3 separate regions of the Sus scrofa genome follow, and all the other regions are linked to region 3. A link is a contact called in public Hi-C and promoter capture Hi-C data. All regions are on one chromosome and are shown on one strand. Each heading gives the region's core, a stretch centred on a gene start, on an enhancer-like site or on the middle of the called end of the contact. The rest is flanking DNA. Distances are from core to core; before and after follow the strand shown.

Evidence for each region. Promoter capture Hi-C pulls out the DNA fragments that hold promoters and counts their contacts. Hi-C and Micro-C count contacts between places; a contact is called where the count stands out from the background.
Region 1: a Hi-C map of embryonic fibroblasts shows a contact between it and region 3, with 2.5 times the contacts expected there. The contact joins the promoter of LTBP2 here to the promoter of ABCD4 in region 3. A contact is called at or near these places in 2 of 47 Hi-C or Micro-C datasets (embryonic fibroblasts and heart right ventricle).
Region 2: a promoter capture Hi-C map of liver shows a contact between it and region 3, with 2.1 times the contacts expected there. The contact joins the promoter of YLPM1 here to the promoter of ABCD4 in region 3. A contact is called at or near these places in 1 of 5 promoter capture datasets (liver) and 1 of 47 Hi-C or Micro-C datasets (embryonic fibroblasts).

Annotation. Positions count from the first base shown.
Region 1 is chr7:97,851,484-97,854,249 of Sscrofa11.1, forward strand. LTBP2 (latent-transforming growth factor beta-binding protein 2) reads right to left here and starts at 1,365. Exons shown (of 34, transcript XM_021099520.1): 1 at 136-1,365. The coding sequence starts at 614.
Region 2 is chr7:97,974,751-97,977,450 of Sscrofa11.1, forward strand. It overlaps YLPM1 (YLP motif-containing protein 1), which reads left to right and starts at 1,379. Exons shown (of 21, transcript XM_001924711.7): 1 at 1,379-2,438. The coding sequence starts at 1,563.
Region 3 is chr7:97,584,401-97,587,100 of Sscrofa11.1, forward strand. ABCD4 (ATP-binding cassette sub-family D member 4) reads right to left here and starts at 1,293. Exons shown (of 20, transcript XM_001929196.5): 1 at 1,133-1,293. The coding sequence starts at 1,170.

The DNA of each region.
Region 1 (2,766 bases), core at 115-2,614, 270 kb after region 3:
CAGTACTAAGGAGAGAGGGACGAAGGGCGGAGCCGGGCGCCCTCTCCTCTCGCCTGCACATCCCTCCACGAAAGAGCGCACGGGAGACTGGCCCTCGCTCCCTTTAGCCCCCATGCTTCCCTCTCCAATGCTCACCCCGTAAGCCGCCCTCGCGCAGCTCGCGGCCGCTGAACCGTCCCGAGGCGCGGGAGAGCTGCGGCAGCCCGGTCCCGGGATGCCGGCTGCTGCTGGCTCAAGGAACGGCTTCTCCAGGTCTGCGCAGGTGGCTGGACTCGACGCGGCTGCTGCGCGCGGGGCGGCCTCCTGGCCTCGGTCTCGGCGGGCCTCCTGGCGCTGCCCCAGCCAGGCTGGGCCCGCTCCTCGGGCGGCAAACCCGGGACCGACGCGTCCTGATCCCGGAACAGACCGTACACCTTGGCTGCAGCCGCTGCGGGGTGGCTGCCCCCGGGGCGCCGCAGCCGATTCGCGTCCCTGCCAGCCGGCTCGTATCTTCCCACCGGGTCCCTCTGAGCATGACCCAAGCCCACGAAGAGAGCCAGGGTGAGCGGCAGGAAGCTCCTCCAGGGGTTCCTCAGGGCGCGCCCGGGGCAGCGGCGGGTGGTCGAGGGCCTCATGGCGCCTGGGCGGCTGCAGAGCGGTGCGCACGGGGAACAGCCCAGGGGCTAGCTGTCGGTGCGCCAGGCCGCCAGCGGGCTGCGCTCCGGACCCCACCGGGTGGCCCGCCTTTCCCCGTCTAGGGCCCCCGAGTCAGACTACGGGCCGGGCTCTCTCTGGAGCGAGGGCCTGGCGGCGGGAGCGGCCCGGGGCTGCGCGCCCTGAGCCCAGCGATCGCGCTCTGTCTCCAGCTGCGCGCGCACTGCTGTTGCACCTTCGCGCCTTCTCCCAGTCACTGTAGCCTTCTGAAGGGGAATCGGAGCGTTTTATTTTTGGAAACCTCCCCCTGACTTTTCGTCTCTTTTATCCACACCATGCCCCCTCCTCGGAGGGACAGCTCAGCCCCCTCATTACGGGAGAGGGAGAGAGGAATTCCAGCAACACCCACTTTGGCACCGGGAAGCGAGCGGGCGGCGAGGGGGGTTAACCCGTGAGGAACTGGGGGCGGCGCAGGGCGGACCAAGGTCTGGTAGGGGAAATGACGCCTGCTGGGACAGGGGCAGCCCCGAGCCACCTTTCTCCTGTCCTGGGCAGGCTAAACTGCTGACCTGTCCAGAATTCATCTCCAGCCCCTGACCTCAGGGACAAACGCCGGGTTGGATGACCCAAGGCTACAGCCTCGAACGTCTGAAGGATATCAGGAGAGGTGCCAAGACGGCATGATAGACAGGCTCCGAAGGATGGGCCCCGGGTCCTTCGTTTTCCTCCCGGGCCACTGGGGGCGTCGGCCAGGGGTGCCTCTAGGGCTGGGGCAGCGCGAGGCCGCTCGCCTCCCTCCGCAGTGGTGGGACGCGGGCGCGCTGGAAGGTCGCCTGGAGGGAGCGCGCCCTCTGGTGGACTTGGCGGCGTCTTAGCCGTCCTGCGTCTTGTAGAGACCTGCCGCTGCCAGCCGCCTTCCTTCCTTGATCTTAATCCCTTTCCTGTTTGCGTCAGGGTCGAGCCCAGGCCTGAGGCGTTGACAGAACCTGCAAGAGGTGTCCTCTTTTTCACGGAGGAAAAAAACATGGAAGACCTGGAATAAGGTCACTCAAGGAGACAGCGTGTGTCCAAGAGGCGAATGAAATGCAGGTGCCTCCTGCCTGGGGCTCAGAGGTCCATTCCCTAGACTCCCATTCAACCCCTCACTCCCTACGGATTGGATGAGCCTCTGATGGATCCAGGGTGTGTGCTCAACTCCTTGTGCTGGCAGGGAGAGGGCAGGGCTGCTAGAATGCCAATGGCCACCCATCTTAGTACCACTCAAGAGTGAGCTCACTATGTACACACATGGTCCCCTGCCCTAAAGTCTAAAGGCCTGGCAACCATGGCTGTCCCAGCCCCCTGCAGCCTATGGGCTTCCTAGAGAGGCAGGGGGATGGAGCAGGCAGGAAGGCACCAGTTTATAACTTTCCATACAAAGGGCCGACTCAATTAATGCTTCATGCTGAAATACAACCTCAACTCCTGACCTTGGCCTCCAAAGCCCTGTAGGACTGCCCACCTCTCAGATCTATCTCTCCTCTTGTGGGGCACCCACCGCAATGCAGCTGCCCTGGCGTCCTCTCTGCTCCTGGAACAAGCCACGTTGATGCCCGCTCCTTCTCCCTGGGAACACTCATCGCCAAGATGTTTTACAGGACCAGCTCCTCATCATCATTTCACCTCTCAGCTCCAACTTCACCGCCTGGAGTGGCCACCCCTGACCCCTCCAACGCAGAGCAGCCTTCCCACTCCCAAGTCATCACTTTCTAGTCCATCACCCTGGTTCAGCTTCACTGCTCTAGACTAGTTGAAATTCTCCTATTTGTTTACCCGTGTAACTGACTTGTTGAATGGGCTGAACCTGAAGAGGGGCAATCAGGAAGCAGCTCTGTGGTTCTCCCCTCACTGCCTTCAGCCACATTATGGTGAATTTCTCTTCTCCACCCTTAATGACATCTCAAGCAGAGTCCTTGGCTTGCCCATCCCCTCCAGTCACAAGAACAGTTTCATGTCTATAATTAAGACCAATTTCCAGGCTCTAAAAAGTCTGGTCCTGTCCAAATCAAAACCTCATCCAATTGAATCAAATCTTGTATCCAGCTGAATACCCCTCCTCTCCCTCCACCGGGCCTGTCCCCTGGCTCCAGACCT
Region 2 (2,700 bases), core at 129-2,628, 390 kb after region 3:
CTCTGGATAAGATTAAAGAAGTTCCCTTTCACTTCTGGCTTGGAAACTTTTTTAAAAAATCATACGTGGATATTGAAACTCATCCTATTCTTTCTCTGCATCTAGTAAGATGATCATCTGATTTCCTCCTTAAGTCGGTTCTGTAGTAAATTAATTTATTTTTATAGTTTTCAAAGAGAATTTTAATTGAAAACATTAAAATTGAATGGAAGTGGGATTTATGGAAATATTAAAATTATATGGAAGTGGGATTTGTGAGTTGGATAATGTTCTGTTTCTTGATCTGTACACAAGTGTGATTGGTTTGTAAAAATTTACTAAGCTGTACACTTATGAGTAATTTTATGTAATACTTTATATTTCAATATAAGTTAAAAGAAAAACAACTAAATTCCTATTTGAGAATGAAAAGCTGTTTCTTCTGAAGGAAACTTAGCTGCCCCACTTTCCACTTACATCCACCTCCTAGGAGAGGTGATCTGGGTTGTTAAGATGGAAGTAAAGTCAAATATTTAAGTGGTACGTAATTGACACACTTAGTGTTCTCAGAGCTGGGTGGCTCCCCCCTGCCCCAGAATTCAGTGTATATTAGCTTTGTTACTCACTGGTACACTCAAGCCACAGGAAGTTCATGTTTGGTATTATGATGAGAGACTGGATTATTTTCATGAGAGATTGGATTCTTTCCTAAGTCACCCTCTCCAGACAATCTTCTGTCCGGTTTCTGCTATCTTTCCTTTCGCTGAGCTTTTCCAACATAATATTTCTGTGTTGAGTTAAAGAATAAAATTTCTCCTCTTTTACAATACCCGCAGGAATTGATGTTGTCTTACATTCTGTCTTCAAACTACATTTCCATCCTTCACAGATTTGTTCCCATTTGGATTTTTTTGTTGGAACTCAATGAAGTCTATTCATTAATTTGAGAAGAAGTGACATCTTTATAATTTTTCCTCTTTTCATTCAGAACCATGGTAAACCTCTCCATTATTTCAAGTCTAATTTTATTCCACTCGGATATGACTCAATATGGTTCTGTAGTTTCCTTCATACAGATTCTACATATTTTTTATTAGTGTTATTTCTACTTGTTTCTTGTTTTTTTTGTTGTTGTTGCGATTGTTGCTATTGTGAATGGGAATGGGTCCTTTTTTTTTTTTTTTCCATTCAAAAATGAACTCGTAGAGCGATAGGATCTCTACTACCCTTCTCAGTTATGAGACTCTATGGTTCCCCGCTTCTATAAGAACAGTCCACTTGCACCTACATTATCTCAACCGGAAGGAAGATGGCAACCGAGAGTCGCCAAGCAAAGGGCTGCTCTATCTCGCCTTTGTTCTCCTCTCTGTGGTTACTGCGCAGGCGTAGTCGTCCCAGTACCTCCCCGCCTTCCCGGTCGCGGGCCCAGCTCGGTAGCGCCGGCGCACTGGCGCGCTCCGTTTACACGCTCCGGGGCCTGTAGGCGCCGCGAGTTCCGGCTGTCGCCGTCGCTGCCGCAGCTCCTAGAGGTCGGTTGCGACGAGTAACGGCGCCGGGACGAGCCCAGCGCCTTCTTCTCCGATATGTACCCGAATTGGGGCCGGTATGGCGGGAGCAGCCACTATCCGCCGCCGCCGCCGGTCCCGCCGCCGCCGCCGGTGGCGCTTCCTGAGGCCTCGCCGGGGCCCGGGTACTCGAGCTCGACGACTCCCGCGGCCCCTTCCTCCTCGGGCTTCATGAGCTTCCGCGAGCAGCACCTGGCGCAGCTCCAGCAGCTGCAGCAGATGCATCAGAAGCAAATGCAGTGCGTGCTTCAGCCCCATCACCTTCCTCCGCCCCCCCTGCCGCCCCCGCCGGTGATGCCGGGGGGCGGCTACGGGGACTGGCAGCCACCGCCGCCGCCGATGCCCCCGCCACCTGGGCCGGCTCTCAGCTATCAGAAGCAGCAGCAGTACAAACACCAGATGCTCCACCATCAACGAGACGGGCCTCCTGGTTTGGTTCCCATGGAGCTGGATTCCCCCCCTGAATCTCCCCCAGTACCGCCGGGGTCCTATATGCCCCCCTCTCAATCTTACATGCCCCCACCTCAGCCGCCACCCTCGTACTATCCCCCAGCCTCGTCTCAGCCCTATCTGCCTCCTGCTCAGCCGTCCCCTTCTCAGTCCCCAACTTCCCAATCCTACCTGGCGCCCACCCCATCCTATTCTTCCTCTTCCTCCTCCTCGCAGTCCTATTTGAGCCATTCCCAGTCCTACATGCCCCCTTCTCAGGCATCTCCTTCCCGCCCCTCCCAAGGCCATTCTAAATCCCAGCTACTAGCTCCACCACCACCGTCCGCCTCTTCTGGGAATAAGACAACTGTTCAGCAAGAGCCTTTGGAGAGTGGGGCCAAGAACAAGAGTGCTGAACAGCAGCAAACTGCTCCTGAGCCAGATCCCTCTACGATGACTCCACAGGTAAGAAAGCTGCCCAAGCTGCTGTCTCTCACCTAGACGGCCCTAAGTGAGCGGGCCTGGGGGCTTTACCTCCGTGCTTAGCCTGATTCCAACACATAATACTAGCTACTTTACACTCCAGAGGATTCCATAAAACTCAGAGGCTGACATCTCAGCTTTTTAATGAGCTAAATGTGGATTATTAAAAGAACTGTTTTTGAAGATATTTCTAGACACCAGAGCAAAGGGATGGCTCAAGAGTTACTTCTCAGAATATATTCCT
Region 3 (2,700 bases), core at 43-2,542:
TGCTCAGTGGGTTAAGGGATCTGGCCATTGCCATGCGCTGTGGTGTAGGTCCCAGATGCGGCTCGGACCTGGGGTTGCTGTGGCTGTGGCTGGCAGCTACAGCTCTGATTCAACCCCTAGCCTGGGAACTTCCATATGCCACCATGGCCATTAAAAAAAAAGAAAGAAAAAAGAGAAGAGTTGGAGAAGGTATTCGCAGAGTGAAAAACAAAGTAATAAAATCTATAGCATACAATAAATTCCTTCCTCAGGAAGACAGACAATCCATGGAAAAGTGGGGAAAAAGATATAAATAAAGGAAAACCGGAGTTCCCGTCATGGCGCAGTGGTTAACGAATCCGACTAGGAACCATGAGGTTGAGGGTTCGATCCCTGCCCTTGCTCAGTGGGTTAAGGATCCCACGTTGCCGTGAGCTGTGGTGCAGGTTGCAGATGCGGCTCGAATCCCTTTGGCCCTGGTGTAGGCTGGTGGCCACAGCTCCGATCCAACCTCTAGCCTGGGAACCTCCATATGCCGCGGAAGTAGTCCTAGAAAAAGGCAAAAAGCCAAAAAAAAAAAAAAAAAAAAAAAAAAAAAAAAGAAAACCGAAATGCTTGATTCAGGAGAATTAACACAATGGGATACTACCTTAAACGGATCAGGTGGATAAACATTAGAACACCAAACAATACCAAAAGATCGGAGGGGGGCGGTGCTTAAGGGGAAACAGGAACCCTTATGCAATGCTGTTGGGAAGCTGGTGGGAAGCTGGGTGTGACCATTCCAAAGAACAAATTAAGTGTGGCATGCCATCCCACCCCAGGGGTGTATAATACAAAGAAATCATCCATATATCCATAAAGGAGGCAGGGGTGGTTAAAAACTGGAAGCAAACTAAATGTCCATCGCTAGGGGAATGTATAGCAACACTAGGGTCTAATGCACTCGGTTGGCACGGCGCAGCACTCGGAAGTGGAAACTAGATTACTATAGCATGGATGATCTCAAAAACACAACGTTGAGTAAAAGATTTTTTTTTTCTTTTTAAAATCACAGCAAGTTAAGAAGGCGCAAGGCAGCTGTGCCCCTTCCCCACACAGCCCGGAGCAGGGCGCCCCGAGGTCCGGCCTTCCTCCCCAGTCGCCTGCTCACCTGGCGCCAGCTCTGCGCGCAGGACCAGAGACCGCCATGACCTGGGATCCGACCCACGCAGGAGCCGGCCCTCTAGGGTCGGCTCGGGTTGGAGTCGGAACAGCCGGCTGCCGGCCGGGCAGGGGCGGGGCCCCGGGACCCACTACCACAGAGACGGGCAGATAGAGAGGCAGGCGCAGCGCGACGCGGCCGCTCCCGGAAGCGACCGCCTTCTCTTAAAGAACCAGAGTGCTGAGCCTGGGGACCCCGCGCCTGCAGCGCCCCCTCGTCAGTATGGGACGTTTCCCCTTTGGCAAGAGGTAGCCGAGACGGTGACTGAAGTATGTTATGAAATGTATTTTAAACTCTGAATGTAGATGTTCCATAATGCTCCCCCAAAAGCCAGAGTGATCTTTTAACAACATACATCAGGCTTCCAATTTCAGGTAGAATAAAATCCAAACGTTTCCATGGCACTGGTGATCCGGCCTTCTCCCCTTGGCCTTCATTGGAATGACCGCTTTATTCTGGCCGCAGGGTCTTTGCTTGGATCATTCTTCTCCCTAGCCTAGAGCTTTCCATTCATTAGTTCAAAAGTCAGCTGCTCACCCTGCTTAGAATTTGCCCCATCGTTCACTAGTGCATTACAGTTTTCTTCATAAATATTTATCACTGTCTGAAATCAGCTTCTTGCTTATTGTTTGTCTTCCTTTGAAAGAATAAATTTCATTGAGCAGAGACTCCGTCTTGTTCATGGTTGTACTCCCAGTACCTCAAACACTGCTAGTATATAGTGAGAGCTTAATAAAAATTTGTTAACTGTTGATTGAAATGTTTATCAACTGGCTGATAACAAGCAGCATGATCTCACAGAGCTGTTAAGTTTGAATCTAGTTGTATCTTCCCACATTCTTTTAATCCTTATTGTGTCAACTATATTCCAAACACTCAACAAGATATACCTGTCACATGCCTTCATGGTATTAACAGTCTAGCTGGGAAGGCCAATCAGTTGACAATTACAGTTGTCTTTATGAAGTGCTATGGCAAAGATACCATACAATAGAGTTTCTCAGCCTTGGCACTACTGATTTTGGGGTTTGATAATTCTTTTTTGGGGATTGAAGAGACTGCCCTCTGTATTGTAGGATGTTGAGCAGTATCCCTGGCCTCTACCCACTAGGTTCTAGCAGCACTACCCTAGACCCAGTGCGCGAACCCCAAATGTCTCCAGACATTGCCAAATGGGGAGGAGTGAAATCTTAGCCTTGTCCCACTTCCTAGACTAAAAAACAATGTCCCAGAGCCACAGAGAGGGCCGTCCAACTCAGGCTGGGGAAAAGGCAAGTCCAGATTTTGTGGAAGAGTAGATAACTGAGTGATTCCTAGACACAGCAAGAATTTAACCTATTCCTAAGTGTGATTTCCCAAGGATGTCCTTGCTACTTTGAAAATCAAACAGATAAACATATAGGGATACAATTTCTGGAAAAATTAATGAAGCAACTAAAATATCAAGGCAAGCAACTGCACCTTGCTAAGGAAATCCAGGTTTACGGCTCTTGTTGTTCACTCTCAAAAGTAACATT